Linked DNA regions of Mus musculus: region 2 is linked to region 1. Evidence: chromatin contacts called from public promoter capture Hi-C data. All regions are on one chromosome and are shown on one strand. The core of a region is the stretch at or near the end of the contact, and the rest is flanking DNA. Distances in the headings are between cores, read along the strand shown. Region 1 holds the start of Kcnmb1 (potassium large conductance calcium-activated channel, subfamily M, beta member 1). Region 2 overlaps Gm12121 (a long non-coding RNA gene).

Region 1 (5,337 bases), core at 1,491-3,990:
GGTCATGGTTTCTCTTCATAGTGATGGAAACCCTAACTAAGACACACCCCAAAGCATGCCCTGAGACAAAACACTCATTTACTCTGCTCTTAGATTTGTGGATTTGGATTTCAGTGAGCCTAAGGTGACCCTCTGCACTGTGCTCCAAGGCCTCAGCTAGGAAACTTGAATCCTGCCCAGGTCAGGATCGGACCACTCTCTGGGTGTGGTCATTCCCATATATGGAAAGAGATGCTCACTTCTTACAACCTGCATTCAGCTTCCTGCAGACTGGTGGCTGGTTCCCGGGGAATGTCACAAGAGAAAGTGCCCAGTGGATGCTGTAGCCCTAGCAGAACTTAGCTGTGGCAAGCAGTGTCCTGCCCACCAGGAAATTCTGTTTTCTGGGTGGGCAGTGACAGTTCCACCCAGGCTAAAAGAGAGTATCGTTCTGTAGGATGGTATGAGGGATTGCTGTCTCCGTCCAAAAAGTACAGTTTTAACATTATGTGCCAGTTTCTCAGATGAGCTCCCATTCCTTAAAAGTTACAGGGGGCAGTTGGTGTGGTTATCTCTCTCCTGGGTGCTCAGAGCACCACTGTACTGCTACAGAGGTGGTCAGAAGGCTGAAGTTGGAGATGTTTCCTGATTTCTCACATCCCAAGATCCATCAGCATTTCCAGGCATGGCACCATTGTCTCCTTCCCCTGTGGCCATCATTACTCATACTAACCCCAACCCTCCCGTACTCAGCCATGATCCAAGATTTTCACTAGCTTACCCTAGAGGCAGAGCGAAGCTTGCCCTTGTTGTTTGGTTGTGGCTCAGTAGGGTGCACCAGGTGCCTTCCCTGCTTCATCCCCATCTTCCAAAGGAAAGAATCATTGGGAACCTCACTGGTGTTTATAAAATCTGATTGTGTAACCTTCCCAGCCCGTCGAGAGGATTATGAATGGCCCTCTGCTCACACTTGTGAGGAACCATCTAGTGCCCATGTCTCTCCCAAGGCAGGAGTTTCTAAGTAATTTTGTAGGTGCCACGAGAAAGCTGCTGGTCCTTGAAGGAACCATGGTCCATCACTGGAAAATCCTTCTCCTGAAGAACTGGTCTCAGATCCATATTCCCCCTTCCTTGTCAGTGGTCCTGACCCCTATGCTTTAAGACGTCCTTGTCTGTGGGGCTGGTGGGCAAGAATCAGTGTTGCACCTACAGAGGACTAAGTTCAAATCTCCAGTACCTGTGTAATAAACTGTTCATAGTTAGGTGCCCCAGCACTCAGCTCCAGGCTCAGTGAAAGAACCCTTCCCCCGTTTTTTTCATGACAAGGTTCCTCTGTAGCCCTGGCTGTTCTGGAACTCTCTATAAGGGGCAGCCTCGATCTCACTGAGATCCACCTGCCTCTGCTTCCTGAGTGCTGGGATTAAAGGCGGGTCCCACTGCTGCTCAGCCGAAAGGTCCTTCCTGAGGTGGGCCAGATGGAGAAAAACACCCAATGTCTCCCTTTGGTTTCCATGAATGCATGCATGTGTGAAAATATCAAGTACACACACATATACACAATATCATACACACATAATACACACACCATACCTATCCAAACACACACATATCACACACACATGCACAAATCATTTAAGCACCACACACACATGCAGGCACATGCACACTAATAAATCTCCAGTTGCTATGAGGCAACTAAACAGGTAGTTGTCTCTCTAGTTAGAGTCAGTGACTAAAGGGGGATGGGGTGCTGTTCACCCCCCAGAGTGTCAAGGAGCCTTGAGTGACAACTTTCTTTCTGGGCCTTAGAGGGCCCTGATTATCAGGTGTTAGGCTTAGGTGAGAGGTGCTAACACCTAGTGATCAGGAATATCTAAGATGCACCCACTGCCCTGGGCCTGGGGACACCAGAGGCTACTTCTAGAACTTTAGGTGGCTGGAGACATAACAGAGGTATGGTTTGAGGTGTTAGAACAGTCCCTTGGTGGCAGAGATGGCTGGGATTTGACACTGGGAGGGGCCAACTTCCAATCTGTCTCTGTTCATCAAGTAGAGAAACTCTGGACCAGGCATCAAGTTCTGTGCAGATGACTAGCAGGGCACCAAGGTGTAAGGAGGGCGGGGCGGGGGCGGGGCCGGGGTTGGGGCAGGGGTGGGGCGGGGCTTGTTCTTGCTTTCCCAACTCTTACAGTGCTCTCTTTATCCACAAGGACCCGGAGTGCAAAAGCAGGTTTGCCCCCCACCCCTACCTCCAGTACCAATGTTCAGTTGTCGTATTGGCTGCAATAACTTTCTGCCTATGAAGCAGAGTCAGTCTGTGGGAGGTCCCCAGCATGGCACTGTCCCTGGACCTGGACGGCTGGCCGGAAGCAGCTGTGGGACCCACCGCTACCAGCCTCAGCCCCAGTGGTCTTTAAAAGGCGGAATTTCCTCCTTTCTCTGAACTCCATCTCTAACTTAACAATCCAGAATAAAGTTAAGTTTTCAAAATGCTATTAATTATAGAAGGGAGAAGACAGAGGTCCAGAGAGGTTCAGTGACTTGTTCAGAGTCACACAGGAAGTCAGGGACAAAGGTGGGAGGCTTTGGCTGCACTGGTGTGGATATAACATGGGCTAGTGACAAGCCCAACCCCTCTACCTCCCTCCCCTGCACTACACAAGGAAGATCATTTCCTATTCCTGGCTTCTCTGCCAGCCTGAAAGACGGAGTGTAGAAGAAACATTTTTGTACATATATCAGGATGGCCTTGTGGGGTGGGTAATGGCTTTTGCTGTTTGACATCTGTTTCCCAGGAGACTCTGGGAAATGCAGGGGCAGAGTCCCCAACAGCAGCTGAGGGCTGTGAGGCTAGGTACCTGCTTGTGGAGTTTTTATCCCGGGGCAAGCTGTGTGCTCAGACTTGACCATGTTTGGGCATGGAGGCTCGACCCAGATGGGACTGAGACTGCTTCCCTGGAGACCAGCTGGGAGACCAAACTTCCTGCTAGAGCTCCCAGGCCTGACTTGGGGTGGGGGTGGGGGTGGGGCGAGTGGAGAGAAACCATCTGCCAGCCAGCGGAGACCCAGAGAACTGTGAGTGCTACATCCCAGAGAGCTTGGGAAGGGCTTCTAGGAAGCCGGGGCTGAGGGGAGATGGTGGGAGACAGCAGCCTGTGATGGCATGGATAGGGTGGTGAAAATCCCTACCTCTCCTGATGCCCATCAGAGTTCTGGCACCGGAGGGCCTGCCTGGCCTGTTGACCCTGGTCTGGGCGTCTCTTTTGTGGCCAGCCAGTCAGGACCAGTGTTGTCACTTGTCATCAGGATAGGGATCGACAAACAGGCCTGGCAGAGTGCACCAAGCTCCTTCAATTCCTCAGTTAATGATGGCGCCTGTTTATGGAGGGCATCACTTATTTATGAGGTGACGCTCAGCAGTGTTGGTGGGTCTACATCAGGACCCTGAGGAGGGCACTATTGTTCTTGTTTTAACAGTCATATGGTTGCTAAGTAGAAAAGCCAGGACTCGGTCTTATATCTGATGGCCTCTCTTCTCTAAACTCCCCCAAAACCCTTACATACTCTATCCCCAGTCCTTCTAAGGAAGAGATCAACAACCCAACAGTTATGCCACATAGGACTCTTCTTTAACCCTTTCCAACTTTCCTAGATCAAGCCCAGACCTCAGGTGACTTTTCTACAGAATTCCATCCAAGGAGTCCTGAGATACTTAATGTTTCACATCCGGCATAGTCTCCCTGAAATCTCTTCTGTTATCATGGAAACCCATTTCTTCCTGTCTCAGGCCACAGTGCATATCAGAGCTTCATATCCTTCTTGCTGGAGGTTCTCATTAGGCCCATCCCAGATTCCCACCTAAGCTTTACATTTAAACTGAACTCACTTCATGTAGCTGGTGAGCCATCGGGACATTACAGGCACAACCAGTCACAGGAGCGAGACCTCTCAGGAACAGGTGACATCCTTCCTTCCTTTCCCTTCTGAGCTTCCATGCTGTAGCCTTGAGCAGACTCCTGCTGTCATTTATCTTGGGAATGCTCAGGAGTCTAGGAGGGCTCACTGGAAAAAGCCAGCACCACAAGGAAATCCCCTCAAGTGTACTGGGCTTCTCCTGGAGATAATTGGTGATAATGGATCCTGAGTATTTAAAAGCTAACTGTAGGCTGTTACCAGAGGCCAGAGCAGACCTCTGTAAGAAAGCTCCATGTAAGTTGCAAAGCTCCACGTATTATCATACTTAAATAAGAGCAATGTTGTTATTTGGTTGCATCCCCTCATGCCTGCCTGCCTTCCTTCCTTCCTTCCTTCCTTCCTTCCTTCCTTCCTTCCTTCCTTCCTTCCTTCCTTCCTTCCTTCCTTCCTTCCTTCTTATGAACCTATCACTTGGGCTAATCTCACTTCTCTTTGCCTTCTTGGTGCTAGAAATGACTGTTGCCTCCAGTGGCCATGGGGAAGAAGCTGGTGATGGCCCAGAAGCGCGGAGAGACACGAGCCCTCTGCCTGGGAGTGGCAATGGTAGTGTGTGCTGCCATCACCTACTACGTCCTGGGTACAACTGTGCTGCCCCTCTACCAGAAAAGGTATGGATGTCTCCACTTCCTGGATTGACCTACCCTACCCTTGACCCGTCACGGTAGTCAGGACAGACGAGGCATTCGTCATCTTCAGGCTCAGGGGTTCCAGTTCTGGGGGAGCAGAGGAGTGAGAGACTCCCCAGTTGGGACTGGTGATGACAGGTGCAGGATTCCTTGGGGGTGGGGGTGGAGCTCACAATGGCAGACTCTGGCTGCAGTCTGCACAAATGCCTCTGAGATGGGAGATTCCTCTTTGATGAGCATGCCTTTCCTTACCTGGGTTTTCCCAATAAGCAGAGAGTCTTTGCACTGTGACATCTGTTCCCACGAAGTTTATGGAGGAATCTCAGAGAGTGCAGTGTACCCTCGTGCCTCACACTCTGTGACATGTCATCCCTCCAGCCTTTAAAGAAGAGCTGTGGAATTCCTGATGGCTCTTGTCTTTGGAACAGGCACACAGTGCTCTCTCAGCTCACCCTTAGCTGAGTCTCACGCCCTCCCTCTGTGCATAGTCTGGCTCCTGACCATCCTCTCTTGTCTGACAGTGGGTCTCCCACAGGATACAGGGAGCTGAGTCACGATCCATTTGCTTAAGAGTTGATGAGCCTCTTGGGCTCTCCTGGGCCTGGTCTGCATCCTTGCTTTATAATGCTGCAGTTGTGCCAGGCCAGAGTCTCACCCACGTGGGGCACTGCTGAGCAACTGTGTGCCTCCCCAGCTCTCTCCTGCCACCCTCCAACTCTGATCAGATCAGACCCCTCATGTACTTCCTCTTTTTTAG
Region 2 (5,337 bases), core at 1,311-3,810, 180 kb after region 1:
TGAGTTCCTGTATTTTGGGCAAGCCAAGCTGGAGGTCCCCACAGCCGGTCCAAGCAGGCCTCAGCTGTCCTGGAGATGGTCACGTGGAAGGCGCTCCCAAGCCCGCTCCTCTGACAAAGTTTAGCAAACAGCTTATCTCCCAGAAAACACGTGAGGTAATGTTTATGAAATATCATCCTGTCCCCTTCACCAGGCTGTGGGGTGCTGGCATGACTGAACATTGCTGCTGGTGGCTGGGTCACCCTGCCCCGCCTCCCCTCAGTAGGGTAGGAAACTTCTATCTAACCTTCCCCACAGCAGGTCTGGACAGTAATGTTCTATAGATGTGTCCAGTGAGTTTAAATCTTCATGGTTTAAGATGTAGCTGTGTATGGAATGGACATAGTTTTCTTTAGGAGGAGACAGGCAGAGAGTAGCAGAGCATTTTTGTCTAAAGTTGTAAAAATCAGTTGGTGGCCTGGTGACTCTGCAAGTCTCTTCTGAACTGTTCTGCAGTAAATATTTATTTTAAAAAGTAAGGATAGATAAATGGATAGTTTCATGGGTGGACAGAAAGTGGATAGCTGGCCAGGTGTGGTGGCACGTGCCTGTAATCACAAAACTCAAGAAGATAAGGCAGGAGACTTGTGAGATTCATTCCAATGCGGACTACGTATAAGATGCCATTTCGAACACATAAATGGGGGACAATGAAGGGAAGGAAAGAAGGAGGAAGTAGTGAGGGGAGACACACACACTCAGAGGGAGAGAGAGAGAGATGGGAGAAGAGGAGAGTTGAAGGGAGGAGAGGGGAGGAGAGGAAAAGAGAGACTAGATACATGGTTAGAGAAGGGAATATGTAAGAGTAGTTAGTTCTGGAAGAATACACTGAAAACTTCGGGGTCTCTGGAGTAAGAATGGGAAAGCTGGTGTGTGTGTGTGTGTGTGTGCCTGCATGTTTTGTGTGGGTTTGAGTATATGTACATGTGTGTGTAGTGTGTTTGTGTATGTGTATGTAGGTATGTGTACTCTTGTATGTTTGAGTATATTTGTGTGTGTGGTATGTATGTAATCAGAAGAAAAACTGTCATAAACAATACTCTTTACTCTTGCTCCTTTGTCCCCTCTGAACTGCCGTAATTCTTCGGTGTGAGCACATTTTCTTTTCTTCTATCTCTGCACACCTTCCACAAGGATCAGAGCCACACTGGAGAGAAGGTATTGGAGATGTTCTGAGGAAGCCACAATCATTTCCTCTCTGATGCTCTCAGATACCTGGGCAGCTCCAACACGCGCTGTGAAGCACAGTCATGGTGAATGGATGAAGCCCAGATTTTGATGTCTGAGAGCCACACCGGGGCTGCCCCAATGACTTCTATCCAAAACTGATGACCACAGACTCCCTTGGTGGTGCCAGAGGAGAGGTATTTTCTTTCCTGCTCTTTGTGAGTGTGACAGATTTTAAATAACGTACATGTCTAGCAGCTTGGACGTGGTTAAATGTGTTCCGTTTCGGCTCATGATGGAGTAATGTGCATTAAGAACAAACCGTAAATCTCACCTTTCCACAACCAACACTATGGTAAAACAGCCAAGCAGATCCTGCAGTCAGGGTTCCTCAGGGCTGAGTGTGGAGAAATCAGGCCAGCACATGACAAAATGTTAACACTCACGGCTACAAAGCTTGCATCGTTTTTCAACATTTTTTTTCCATTTCCAAAATGCCATTTTCATTGTAAACATTTTATAAATAATGATCTCAATTTTTGTAGGGGAATAAAAGCAAAGTGATGCATTTGGGTGATAGGATCACAATTTATTTTTATGTATTAGTTTATTTTGTTTTTAGAAACAGGGTATTAGTATGTATCCCAGAACAGTCTTGAGCATGCTACATAGCCCTGGCTGGTCTCAAACTCACAGTGGTCCTTCTGCCTTGTCCTCTGGAATGATGGAATTACCAGTGTTTGCTGCCTTGCCTGGTTTTCCCCATGACTTTATAGTTCCTAAATTTTAGGCATTTTTTTGTGTTTACTGTTATACTGGGCATCCTATTTGACATGGTTTTAAAAATACAGGTGGAAAGGGAAAGAGATCCATTGCTAAGCAGCCCATGTTTCAGGCTCCCCTTGACTCATTCCTGGCCATTGGTTGGGTTGTTATTTTATGAGCTTCTCAGATGTTCAGGTCAGCTGACCCTGGGGAGTAGTGTGGTGCAAGAAACGTTAAGGAGGAAACGATACCAGCCCATGAGTGGGGTCAGACACGGTCTAGCTGGGGAGACATACAAATTACAGGTGTCACCCTAAAGTTTCTTAAGAGTAAACTTAGCAGTGTCTGTGACTTCGAAGTCACCCCATCTGCTCCCCTCCATTCCTGCTCCCTTCAGCTGCCTTTTCTGTGAATGTAAGCGATGTCATCCTGTCATTGTGAAGATCTAATGATGCCTTGTGCTAAAGGTTGAGCAAAGCCCATCTCCAGTGTGGGTCATATGATAAATGTCATGTTAAAGGTGCGTATGACCAACCAACAGCAAGCCAGGGCCCCGATGTGCAGAGCTGCCTTTGGCTCACTGCAGAGCTGGTGGCTATGATCCCAGCAGGCAATCTATTTCCCTTCTGTGTCTAACTGAAATGTGTTCTGAACCTCGCCATATGGCCTTGCAGAAGGAACAGGCAACTTCTCATTCAAAGATCAAAAGATAAATTAATCTGCTACAATGAACAGGACAGGAAGGCAGCCCTTTTGCTTTATTCTGTATGTTGTGACTCGGTCTACACTGCTGCTGGGGCTCTTGGTACAGAAAAGTCCTTCTGAAGCCCATTGTAGTGACAGAGCCTCACTTGGTTTGACTTCTCACTGTGGGTTTGAGCCATAGGCAAAGGCCCTGCTGTGCAGAAGGTCATGACCTAAGAGCAGAAGGAAAGGACAGGAAATGGCTGTGCATAGGGAACAGACCGAGGGATCTGTAACAAAGCAAAGATCCTCTAAGTAAGCTTGGGAGTCTAGGACACCATCCTGCAAGAGGGAGCTCAGAGATAAAATCAGGGGGGGAAATCCATATAGGTGTTCACATCGTTCCATAGAGGTGTTCACATCATTCCACATCGATATTGATTTGTGTCTGTCCTTTGGATCATTGACTTTAGAAATCTACCTCCATCCACTGACAAGCCATCCTGCCACGTGCTAGACATCGGTGTGAAGGAGAAGAACACAGAGACCATTCCTGAACAAGGAAGGTGTGCAGGAGAATGGAACAGGGGCCAAGACTGTACTTCAGAGAGATGGGAGGCCAGGTAGTGTCTAATGAGGCCAGATGGGCAGAAAAGGTTCAATGGTGTCCAGGAGAGCAGCGGCTGGAGCTGGGTCTTCAAGGGCACTGTACACTGTGACCAGCAGATGTGACTGACACAGGTGCTTTCAGCTGCTTCAGAAACAGGGCAGTGATACATGGGGACCTGCATCGCAACTGAGTTCCAGGAGTCCTGAGGCAGAAAGGGTACCGTGCAGTGGGAAGGCCCAGGGAGATCACATGTTATAGGCTAGGGGACTACGGCAGTAACAAGAGGTAGAGTCCACACACATGCAGCTTCTTGTGTGCTTAGGAACAGAGGTTACAATGAATAATTTTGGGGTGCAGGGCCCTCATCTTTGATCCCTATGACTTCAGTTGGGAGAGGAGGATTATATTAGTCTATATTTTCCTTTATCAGATGGCTTTAGAAAAACACACTGAAGCCGGGCGGTGGTGGCGCACGCCTTTAATTCCAGCACTTGGGAGGCAGAGGCAGACGGATTTCTGAGTTCAAGGCCAGCCTGGTCTACAAAGTGAGTTCCAGGACAGCCAGGGCTACACAGAGAAACCCTGTCTCGAAACACACACACACACACACACACACACACACACACACACACACTGGATCCATATGAGGTGGATTCCTTCCTTCCTTCCTTCCTTCCTTCCTTCCTTCCTTCCTTCCTTCCTTCCTTCCTTCCTTCCTTCCTTCCTTCCCTGAGAACAGTTCTCTGTATCCATTTCTCATTAGTTCTGCTAATTTCTTTGGGGGATGCACAGGTTATAGAGACCTTTCTCTAACTTCAGGAACTCTCCAGCCAGGAAAAGGAAGAGGTGCGTACTGATTCCACAGTGTTAACTGTGGGTCACTGTATCTCCTTCTGGCCATTGGTGGACTTGAGATTCTCTCCGGAGAAGTGCTGGCTCTTACCCAGGACCAACACAGCCTGAAATTGAATTCCTTGCACCAGTTTCTCTAGGCACCATCTCTGTAGTTTCAGTAATTTCCATCAGAACCCCTTGAGCACAAACTGAACCCCTTGAGCACACGCTGTCTTCTAAGCCCACTAGTCCAGGCTGCCTGCGCTATAACCTCAGATTAATGTTGCTTCCTTGTGAAGATTTTCTCAATCTGTTTGACTGGACTAACTCTTTGGTAGCTTCACACATCCTAATGTCCTTCATAGCTCTTATTCAAGCCATTATTGTTTTGCATTTATTTATTCAATAGTTGTAATGATGTTCATATTAAAATTTTTTTTTGAGACAGGGTTTCTCTGTGTAGCCCTGGCTGTCCTGGAACTCACTCTGTAGACCAGGCTGGCCTCAAACTCAGAAATCCGTCTGCCTCTACTTCCTGAGTGCTGGGATTAAAGGCATGCGCCACCATTAATAATGAAATTTATTGTAGCATGATTTATGTATAAGAAAAGTCCCTGTTTTGATGAGTCCTAGCAAATCTTTACAAAGCTTATACACTTGTGTAACCACCACCATATCCAAACAGGGAACATTCCATCTCTTCAATAGTTCAGCACCCCATCCCAGTCATTCATGAGGTGCACATGAGCGACCAACCCTTAGATTGCCAAGAACCATTGTTCTCATTGGCTGCTGGGAGTTGCCCCTGGTTCCTCAGACAGCCTTCATTTCTTCAGGAGATTCATTCCCCATATTTCACGTGCGTGGCCTTTGGAAGCTATGTGACTCATCTTCAGTGATGATGTGACTTCCCTGAACCCATGCTCAACAGCTGTGAACACAGAAAGCATGCTCGCCCACCCCTTGCCAGGTTATGCTTTTGGCCAGAGAAGCCTGCCCATGTCTGACGCCCTTAGGAATCACTGATGCCTTCTGGAGATGCACTGCCGTTCCTGACCAGCAGGGAGGCTGTATGGTTGGTGAGGACAGCAAATCCTTTCAGCCTTAGCAACTTGGACTTTCTTGTTTGTGGAATGGAGACAATACTATCCTCTCAGGGTTATAAAATGAACCCAGGCGTGTGAGGGTCTATGTCTTCTGTCCCCCTTTCTCTCTAAACCTTCAGTTTCTTTCTCTGT

The links. Promoter capture Hi-C pulls out the DNA fragments that hold promoters and counts their contacts.
Region 2: a promoter capture Hi-C map of the C10 cell line shows a contact between it and region 1. The contact joins the enhancer-like site here to the promoter of Kcnmb1 in region 1. A contact is called at or near these places in 4 of 39 promoter capture datasets (the C10 cell line, hematopoietic stem and progenitor cells, neutrophils and 1 more), 1 of 15 datasets of contacts at CTCF or cohesin (large pre-B cells), 2 of 484 Hi-C or Micro-C datasets (bone marrow-derived macrophages and cortical neurons), 1 of 115 datasets of contacts at active chromatin or transcription factors (large pre-B cells) and 3 of 9 other capture datasets (adipose tissue, liver and macrophages).

Annotation. Positions count from the first base shown.
Region 1 is chr11:33,960,273-33,965,609 of GRCm38.p6, forward strand. It overlaps Kcnmb1 (potassium large conductance calcium-activated channel, subfamily M, beta member 1), which reads left to right and starts at 2,741. Exons shown (of 4, transcript NM_031169.4): 1 at 2,741-3,054; 2 at 4,405-4,562. The coding sequence starts at 4,429. It also overlaps a transcript of Kcnip1 not described here.
Region 2 is chr11:34,141,976-34,147,312 of GRCm38.p6, forward strand. Gm12121 (a long non-coding RNA gene) reads left to right here. Exons shown (of 5, transcript XR_872376.1): 3 at 1-155; 4 at 1,174-3,278. Among named protein-coding and RNA genes, the nearest start is that of Gm12121, 7.7 kb to the left of the region's middle. Within about 2 kb of position 2,561, at least 7 of the 459 cell types and tissues checked have an H3K27ac peak or open chromatin away from gene starts, as enhancers often do.